Regions from separate parts of the Mus musculus genome. Here region 2 is linked to region 1. The links are chromatin contacts, called in public HiChIP or PLAC-seq maps. All regions are on one chromosome and are shown on one strand. Each heading gives the region's core, a stretch centred on a gene start, on an enhancer-like site or on the middle of the called end of the contact. The rest is flanking DNA. Distances are from core to core; before and after follow the strand shown. Region 1 has its middle 5.9 kb from the start of Grap. Region 2 overlaps Specc1 (sperm antigen with calponin homology and coiled-coil domains 1).

Region 1 (4,828 bases), core at 1,319-3,818:
TTTTGGCAAGGGCTGAGAACTACCCCACCCCACCACTGCCCCTGGCAACCAGAATCCAGTTAGGGCAGACCTCCTCGAAAAGGAAGGCAGTTACTCACCATGGGCCCCTGCACCTGGCAGGAGTCACCCTTGCCAGCACTTGTCCATTTGTTTGTTTTCTGAAACAGGGTTTTTCTGTGTAGCCCTGGCTGTCCTGGAACTCACTCTGTAGACCAGGCTGGCCTCAAACTCAGAAATCTGCCTGCCTCTGCCTCCCGAGTGCTGGGATTAAAGGTTTGTGTCATACTGCCCTGTCCCTCATCCAGTTCTTACTTATATGTAGACCTTGAAGTTTTCCTCAGACGTTTCAGTGTTTCCGGTTTTAAATCAAGGTCTCTGATCCAGTTTAAATTGTTCTTGTGTGGGGTGGAATATATGGATCTGATTTGGTTCTGAAGGTAGATATCTAGTTTTGACAGCGCCACTTGTTGAACAGGCTATTTTTCACATGGCCCCTGTATACATTTCTGTGTCTGACAACATAGCTGTAGGTGACAACTGGAAAGCCACAAATGGGATCAGAGGGCACTGGTGAGCCACCTACCACACACGTGCACGTGCACACACAAGGCACATTAGAAAAAAAAAAAAAGAACAGTTGAGGGGAGATCAAAGAAGGGGGACAGCATGGACTGATGGTCTGCTCTTGAGGCCCAAGTGACCCATCCAGGCCCCCTCAGGACCACTGCCTTTGCTCCCTGCCCTTGCCCACCAGCCACAGACTCATGGTGGCAGGAAGTTAAGCTCCCTCTTTCTGCTTCACTGTCAGCCGAGGCTTTCTAGCCTCAGAACAAAATAGCTGGGGCTTGGCACCCACCCACCCCAATCTGATGTGGAGAATGCTTCCCCAGCAGAAGTTGGGTGTTGAAGGCGGGGAGCCCAGGCTGCCGACTGCACTTGGCTAAGGCAGTTCGTGGGCTGAGCATTGGCTCTTCACGGGAGGGTGAACACGGCTCAACTCTCAGAGATACCATAGAACACTTTGATTTGCACAGCGTAGGAAGGGGGATGGGCCATCAGGAGCTGGCAAGGATGAGAAGTAGCTATAGGCCCAGCTCCACTCATCATCCCTGAGCTCTGTTGCCTGCCGTCTCTCAATCCCTCCTGAGCCTCTTCCTCACAGCCATCTTGGATTCCTTGAACATCTGGACTGGTTAATGAGTGTCCTCACACTACGGAATGAATCTGCCCCCAGCAATCATAAGTCCGTAGGACCCAAGGGGAGGGCAGCTACCCACCATCCCTTTGAACGATAAAGACTTCTTGGACTACTTGGCAGAGCCAGGGCAGAGCTGATGAGCAGCCAAAGTGCACCTTGCCAGGACTGCATGAGTAAGCACGGGTTTTGTTTCCTGCCCCGATGCTTCCTCTGTTTAGCCTCCTGAAACCAGACAAGGCCACTGGACTCTTTATCTCCTCTTTAAATGTGACCACAGTGAAGTCTCTACTTTTCACTCTGGTTCCCCATTGTTGTGTTAGGACCAGGCAACCAAGCCTGATTTGTTGAGGCTGCCTGCAGTCCAGGGTTTTTGCCCTGAAACCTCAGGTTACCACCTTTTCATGACACAGTAGGTTTAAGTTTGTCTCCTACAGCTGAGATGATCTGGGTCCTCATGAAGTTGACTAGGGCCTGTGTGTCAGTCTCTTAAAGACAAACTGCTTAACTTAGGCATCAGAAAATGCCCCAGTATCAGGACAGTTTGGCACCAGCTTATTGAGAATGAATATATGCAGAAGCCTGCTGGTCTAGTCAGTGGCCCTGTGATGTCACAAAATGCCCTTCCCAGAATATATTAAAAGGACACATGACCATGAGGAGGCCCCAAACACCTGTATACCTGCACAAGAGAGCCCTAAAACTGTCCTCTGTTTGCCAGGCAACTTAAAAAGCAATTATTTCCTTCCCTTCTAGTAGCCTCCCCCTGACCCACCCTGCTCCCCATGACCACCACGGAGAGGCAGAAGAATGGGGCCAGAGCTACCAGCTAGCTTCCTTACTGGAACCATGAAACAAAGCCCCCGTGACACATGAGCTTGGCTAGACAAGTCCACAGACAGAAAGGGAGCACACGGTGATGTAACCACAGAGCTGGCTCAGGCGCACATGGCCTCTGGCGGCTGACTGTCCTTTGCCTCGTTTTAATACCTTCCCTGCCTTTACCCTTGCAAAATCTCTTGCCCACCCTCACCACACCCTGTGGTAAGCGCTCAGGAGGCTGAAGCAAGAGGATCATCATCGCTATGAGCTCAAGGGCTGCCTGAGACTACAGAGTGTCTCAACAAACACTAAACAAAAGAGACAGGCGTCATGGTACAAGCCTGTAATCCCAGGCTTGTATGGGGACCAGAAGTTCAAGGCCAATCTTAGCTATACAGCAGGTTCAAGGTCAGCCTAGGCTATTTGAAACCCTGTCTCCAAAAGATCACAGAATAAAGAAACCAAAAACCCCTACTCCCAACACACATCTTACCCATGAAGCACCTGGAAAACCCCATGTAAGAATAGAAGTGGAGAGTAAACCCCACGGGGGAAAACCCTCCCCATTATGGAGTTCCCCATCTTAATTTATGCCTAGTCCTCCCTCAAGTTTATCTATAGTATGAGCTATAACACAGGAGGATCATGTGTTCCAGACAAGCCTGCACTGGCAACCACTCAGACATTTGATATAGCTGAACTGTGTCTCTAACTTTATTCAGTCTCCAAGATGGCTCAAGGTTTGCCTCTCCACTATTCTTATATTTTTGGTTGTGAGCCTAGCCTTTAACAGCTGAGCCATCTCTCCAGCCCTCCACTATTCTTTATGGCTTCCTTTTGACTAGTGTAAACAGTATAAGATTTTAATTCATACAGACACACACACATACACATTCACATACAGACACATACATAAGTCACACACACATACACACACACACACACACCTCAGAAGACAAGTTGAATTTCTCCTTTTACCACGTGGGTCTCATGTTGTCAGGCTTGGCAGCAAGGCACCTTAACCTGTTGGGCCATCTCACTGGTCTCTCCTTTCAGATTTTTTTTTTTTAACAAGGTTTCACTCTGCATCCATGGTTGCTCTGGAACTCACTGTGTAGACCAGGCTGGCCTCAAACGCACAGAGATACATCTCCTCCTTCTGATTTGTTTCTTTGTAACAAGTGATGCCTAGAAATATTAGTATTTAATAACACCCCCTTTCCTTTGTGTGGGTTTTGTGTGTATTGTTATTTCTACTAATGTCACAACCACAGCTACAATGCTATGTAGCTTACCTCACTGTATTGCTTTAGCTCTTTGTGGACTTCCTCCTACCTACCTCCTTGGTGCTGAGATTGACAAATATATTAGGCTTCCATATGTTTAAAGCCCTACCATATATGTGTGCATATATGTGATGTGGCAAATGTTTAATTTACCGTGTGTCACTTAGTAAAGGACAGGAGAAAAATTTATTTCTGTATTAGTTATTTTTCTGTTGCTGTGATAAAACACCATAACCAAGATAACTTATAAAAGAAAGCATTTAATTTGGGTTTCTGGTTTTAGAGGGTTAGAATCCATGATGGCCAAGCAAAGTAATGGTGGCAGGCTCATATTTTGATCCACAAGTTGGAGAGGGGTGAGGGGCGGGGGTGGGGGGAGACTGGGAATAGTTTTAGTCTTTTGAAACCTCAAAGCCCACTCCGCAGTGACTCGCTTCCAATAAAGCCACACCTTCCCAAATATCAACTGGGAACCAAGCATACAAATATATGTGCCTATGAGGGCCATTCTCATTCAAACCACCACACCGACCACCTTTTATAATTACCCGTACCAATGTCTTTTAGCTGTTCCTCTAACTCTCTCTGTGTCTGTCTACCTGAGTTAAGCTTGCTGCTGTCCAGTGCCACTGGCTTCTCCAAAGTTCCCCGCAGGGCAGCTGTGCTAGCAACACGTTCACAGTTTTGGTTGTTGTTTATCTGGGAACATCTTTATTTCACCTTCTTTTTGGAAAGACAGTTGTGCTAGATGTAGGGTTCTCAGCCGTCCCCCACCCCGCTGAGCACTTACAAGTGCCATCTTTCTGTCCTCTGGGATTTGTGCTGACAGTCAGGGGTGAGTCTTACTGGGCTCCCTGTACGTAAGGTCTCTTTCTCTCTCTTGCTGCCTTGAAGATTTCCTCACAGCCTCTGACTTTCAGCATTTTGGGCACCACCTCTCTTTGTGGTTTGCATTGGTCTCAGACTTTGTTGTCATCCTGGGTATAGAGGTTGCTGTTTCTCCAGTTCATTTGCTGTCATTACTTATTGATTACTTCCCTTTCTTCTTTCTCCACCCTTTCATCTGATAAGCTAATTAGGGATGGGATGAGAGGTGACACCTTAAAGGGTGCTCATGTTTGGCTGAAGCTGTTTGCATTTCTGCTCATTCGTTCTGTCTGTTCTTTACTTAGCTTGTGTTCTCTCTGAATGTGTCTCTCTGTCGGTCTCTGACTCTGTCTGTCTCTCTGTCTGCATCACTGCTTCTGACCCTCTGTGCTTAGACTCACACACTCTCCCTTCTGCTCATCCAAGCCTACTCACAACCCGTCCAAGCCAAGTTTTTAAATTTTAATTGTACTTTCTCTTTCATCTCTACTTGGTTCTTTTATTTAGTATTTCCCATTTCCTGATGTTCTCCACGTGACATGATGCCATCTTCAAATGCACCTCTACTTCTTTATGCTTTGTTAAACAACCCTTTCGTTCTGGCGACATGCACAGGACCGTGGCTGCTTGAAGCTCTGTCCCTGGAAAGCCCAGCATT
Region 2 (4,828 bases), core at 1,076-3,575, 380 kb before region 1:
AGCCATGTAGACAGGTCAAGCAAGGGTCAGGATGGTTCTGTATGAGCCTGACTCCATCTAGGGGAGCCAGAGCATCCACTTAAGCCAGGACAGACGGCCTCAAGCACTGCATTAAACCTCTCAAATGGGCCTTTCTCCACCCTGGGTTACCCCACTGTCCTCTATTCACTCCATCCCTTAGGTCAGGATTTGCTCTGGATCCCCTCTTCAGGAGCCAATGGAGTTCGCTAATTGCCCTCTTCATCCCTGCCTCACAAGACACTGGGCATCCTCACAGCCCTGCCCTGAAAGTCTGTACCTTACTCAGCCGAGACTCGAAAGCCAGTGAGGTTGAAGACTTGGAACTCTTCATGCCAGAAGGAGTGCCAGGGAGGGGCCGAGTGCGATCAGGACCATGGCTGCCTGCTTTGGCGACTGGACTCCAGGGCTTGGCGGCACTCCGCATGATGTCCCGAGGAGTCCTTCTCTCTGTAGGAGGGTAAAAGGGAAAACACATGTCTCCAAAATTATACTTGTGAGTGATATGATAAAGCTTTACAAACTCCATTCACCAAGCTCACAGATGCCACCACAGAATGGTGGTAGGGTTTAGGCAGGTACAGAACACTTTATTCCTAAAATGCTACCTTTGTGTGCTGCTTGTTTTTACACCTCTGAACAGGTGGTTTTGGGTTTTTTTGGGGGAGGTTGTTTGTTTGTTTGTTTGGTTTTTTGAGACAGGGTTTCTCTGTATAGCTGTGGCTGTCCTGGAACTCACTTTGTAGACCAGGCTGGTCTCGAACTCAGAAATCCACTTGCCTCTGCCTCCCAAGTGCTGGGATTAAAGGTGTGCGCCACCACCGCCCGGCTCTCTGAATGGGTGTTTAATGATTTATTACAATATATATGTAATCTGACTGATACTCTGACGTTACTTTTCAGCCACTGATAGTTTATTCTTGTCACAGACACCTAACAGATTTGTGTTACGCTACAAATCTGTCAGCACACTCGTGTATGTGTACTTACACACACACACACACACACACACACACACACTCCAGCTGCTTGTATCAAGATTTAAATGAAAAAAAAAATAAAAAAAAAAAAAAAAAAGATTTAAATGCCTGCTTCCAAGGCATGGTGGCACATGCCTTTAATCTCAGCACTCCAGAGGCAGAGGCAGGCAGATTTTTGTGAGTTCAAGGTCAGTCTGGTCTACAGTAAGTCCAGGACAGCCAGGGCTCTGGGGTCTGTTACATGGAAAAACCCTGCCTCGAAAAACAAAACAAAACAAAACAAACAAACAAATGATAGCAGATTGTAGCTGAAGACCAAGGAGAAAACTCCGAATATCAAGACAGAAGAGTGGGCATCCCAGGTCCAGCCATCAACTGTTCTCCATGATCACTCTCATCACCCAAGCCTCAGTCTCTGCTGTCAACAGCATCACAAGGCTCAATCTTTCTACCACCATCTTGCCTCTGCCCATCCTCTTGAGCTCTGTCTGGTATGGCAAACCACAGTGCTCCATCCTTTCAAAGAACACCCACACGTGACAAGCAATTCCAGCAACCAGTCTCATGGGACACAAGGCTCTGACTAACCACCCTTAAGGGGTGGTCGCTGGTACTCAGAATGGAGGGTCTCCTCTGCCTCACAGCATCCCAGGACCCCTGGATAAACCACACACAGCTCTGCAGCCCAGATCAGGCTGCCACCACTTCACATCCCTGTCCCTTTCCTGACCAGAAGAAACCATTTCAGCAGACAATATCTGTCTCTCCCAGAGCCACCCAGTTCCTCTTTCTGTTTAAGCAAAGTGATTAGGCTCCTAGATACAGGTGCCCTGTTTAGCTGATATGTTCTGCAGCTATGTCAACGTGGCTAATGATGAGATCCTTTGTTAAGAGATTCGGCAGCACAGCTCAAACTTGTGCCTGCTGTAAGCTAGGCCCTGGGTCCCATCCCTGGCACTGCTAGAAACACTTGCATGTGCACACAAACACACAAACACACACACACAGGAATTCATTATTGGTAAAAGGAAAAAAAGGGGGCTACCATTTGCTTCCCACACTTTTTCCTGAGGACAGTGACACATGACCTCAGTTTCATGACTTGCTCAGAACCTTCTTAGTCTTGGCTTGGTTCTGGGCCTCTCGATTTCTTAAAAATTCAGTATTAAGAAAAGCGGCTTGCTGCCAAAGTATTTTACTGATGTTTAGTGCTGATTATTTTTCTTTCTCAGCCCATGTTTTTCTTTCTGGTTTCCACGGCAACAGCAAAAGAATCCTTAGGTTAAGACCTGTGCAGTGACTAATTTCATTAATACTCTCTCAGTATAGAATGAGCTAAGGCAGCCTGACTACGATCTAACCAGGGCCCTGTCGGGCTGACGCATGAAGATCATTTAATATCACAAAATATCCACTAAGCCAACATCCCATTTTATGCTACTAGAACTACTTAGAAGTGACAGTGTAGGGCTTACTTCATGAACACCATTAGGCATATGCTTTCCAAACCTGCCACACTTACCTTAAGATGACAAAGCCCCTAGTCTACTTCCCAGAAAACTATGAGGTTAGAAGCGACCAGGAGAAGATGGACGTTTCCCTACCATTTTCTTGACTCAATCAGTTAATTAATCAATCTTATCCAAATTCAAATATATAAGCTCAGCTCTCAATTTCTGGTAACAAATCTGAGGGCTGGATGGAGTTGAGGAGTTTAACATGGTTTTTTGTCAGTAGGTTGCCTGCTTTGCTGCTTCTCCAATCACTTCTTGCCACATCACTTTCTCTATTCTCCTCAAATATTTGGAATCTGATAAAGTTATTCACAGGTAAGGCCGCCACACTACTCTCTGAGAGTCTGTCATTCTCTACTCTTACTGTCTTCTCCACTGTACTCCACCCTTCCTTCTGTACTCTCCCACCCGCTAGCCTCTTTCCTGACAGTTCCAGCTTTCAGAATTCAAGATGCTCTGTCATGAATCACTAACATCTCACCCACAGTATCCAGGCAGAGTCATCCCCGGGGATGAGAGCAGGATATCTAAAGAGATCAAACATTTTAGGAACAGGGACCACCATTCTTGTCCTTGAGCACAAGCCAACAGTGTCTTCCGTCTTGTCCTGGCTACAGGCCAGAAATGCCAGAAGGGGAATTCTCTTGTTTTACACAATCTGTGTGAGCCATACTGCCTAGACCATATGTGAAGATAGAGTCAAACTGTGAAACATCCAGACACCCATGGGCAGGCCAACTGGGCTGACCAGCTCATCTCCCCATGCACTTTCTGCTCTAAGTACTACAAGAAGCCCCTAGCCTAGCTGCTCGATAATACCACATTTTCTGGGGGCCCCTCCTGCTCTACAGGGGCTCTGCCTTCGGTTTTCCTCTCAAGTGCCCACCTAAAATCCTATACTAACTCTAATTTCCAAACTCACCCACCCATTGTCTGTGAACTTCATCCTGAGTTCACGAGAAAAGGGACCGAGAAGCCATTGGCTTGGGATAGCTCTGCTGCTCAATGGTTCTGTCTGGTACCTTAGCTCTACAAACTAGGGACATGGGAGCTGGGAAATTCTCCATCACTTTTAAGGACCCCCCCCCCCACTTCTCTCTGTCTCACAAGTAGGGCAAGTGCCAGACAATATGTCCAGGAGTGACCTGGCAGTATCAGCCTAGAGAAGTGACGACAGCATACAAGATCAAAACAGTCACAGCAAGAAGGAAGGAAGGAGGATGAGTCCCTGTGCTGGCAGACAGATAGGGCAGCCATGCCATTCCACTGCAAGTAGAAGGTGCTGGCTAATGCCCCATGTGAATTATCTCAGCCCTGGGTGGTATTGCCTTGTGCTATCTATCATCTGAGTATTGGTGTATTCCTCAAATTCACAAGGTGAAACCAACAGTACCAGGTGTGGTACTGTTAGGAAGTGGGACGTCTGGGAGAAAGCTTGGTCAGGAGAGCAGAGCTTTTACAGAAATGGCCTGAAGGAACATTTTTGTCCTTCTATCAAGTGGGTAATACCGTGAACCAGACAGAGGACTCCCATTAGACATTGAATCTGCCAGCCAAGATCTAGGACTTTTGGGCCTCCACAACTGCAAGCAGTGTCTCTCACTTGTTTATAAGGCACCCGTTTTAGCTCTAACAAATTAAAACACTTCCTTTGACTCAGGGAAGTCAAGCAACTTGCCTAGATCACAGAACTCATCTATAGCCAAGGTTGAAACCAGGTTAGACAGGCCATCCGGATAATCTCTGCCCACATGAGAAACAGGAGCACCGTGCATCATCCCCACAGTGGGTCCAGCTCCTTGCTGACTAGGAGTCTGGGATGTCTGAACTCTATACTTCTCAGCATCAGATGATGTTACAAGAGGCAACAGAAGAAACTTCTGTCAATTATACCAGTCGGGGCACTGCTTGTTAGCTTGACAATGCACAGCCACAGATCCATTAAATCTTCGGAACAGGAGGCTGCCAGATCTACCAGGCAAGTGTTCTTCCTGTACACAGAACAGCCTGTTTTCATCTGAAAACATGGGCACGGGGAAGCAGAGAGGGAAACGAACACAGAGGCAGATGGCTTTCAGCCTAGGACTGGTTACAGACAATCTGGGCTGCCACAAGATAAACACAGGTGAGCACACTCGCTGACTCAGGCTTCTCTCCTGGATGTGAGTTAGGGACAGAAAATGAATAGGTGGTCTCTGGCCAAGCACAGAGGAACCAGAAGGGGTGGTGGGGAAGGTCTCTAGCCTTAATTCTCTGATTTCTTAAACTCCCCATAAACAATACAAAGAGTCAAATCGATTAAGAAATTAGAGTTGA

What was found. HiChIP or PLAC-seq counts read pairs in DNA pulled down with a chosen protein or histone mark.
Region 2: an H3K27ac HiChIP or PLAC-seq map of microglia shows a contact between it and region 1, with 4 times the contacts expected there. The contact joins two enhancer-like sites. A contact is called at or near these places in 1 of 484 Hi-C or Micro-C datasets (embryonic stem cells) and 1 of 115 datasets of contacts at active chromatin or transcription factors (microglia).

What each region holds. Positions count from the first base shown.
Region 1 is chr11:61,645,046-61,649,873 of GRCm38.p6, reverse strand. No RefSeq gene overlaps it. Among named protein-coding and RNA genes, the nearest start is that of Grap, 5.9 kb to the left of the region's middle. Within about 2 kb of position 2,568, at least 82 of the 459 cell types and tissues checked have an H3K27ac peak or open chromatin away from gene starts, as enhancers often do. A contact at or near this core is called in microglia, where this site is marked.
Region 2 is chr11:62,024,893-62,029,720 of GRCm38.p6, reverse strand. Specc1 (sperm antigen with calponin homology and coiled-coil domains 1) reads right to left here. Exons shown (of 15, transcript NM_001281818.1): 2 at 299-468. The coding sequence starts at 445. Among named protein-coding and RNA genes, the nearest start is that of Gm39988, 23 kb to the left of the region's middle. Within about 2 kb of position 2,325, at least 35 of the 459 cell types and tissues checked have an H3K27ac peak or open chromatin away from gene starts, as enhancers often do. A contact at or near this core is called in microglia, where this site is marked.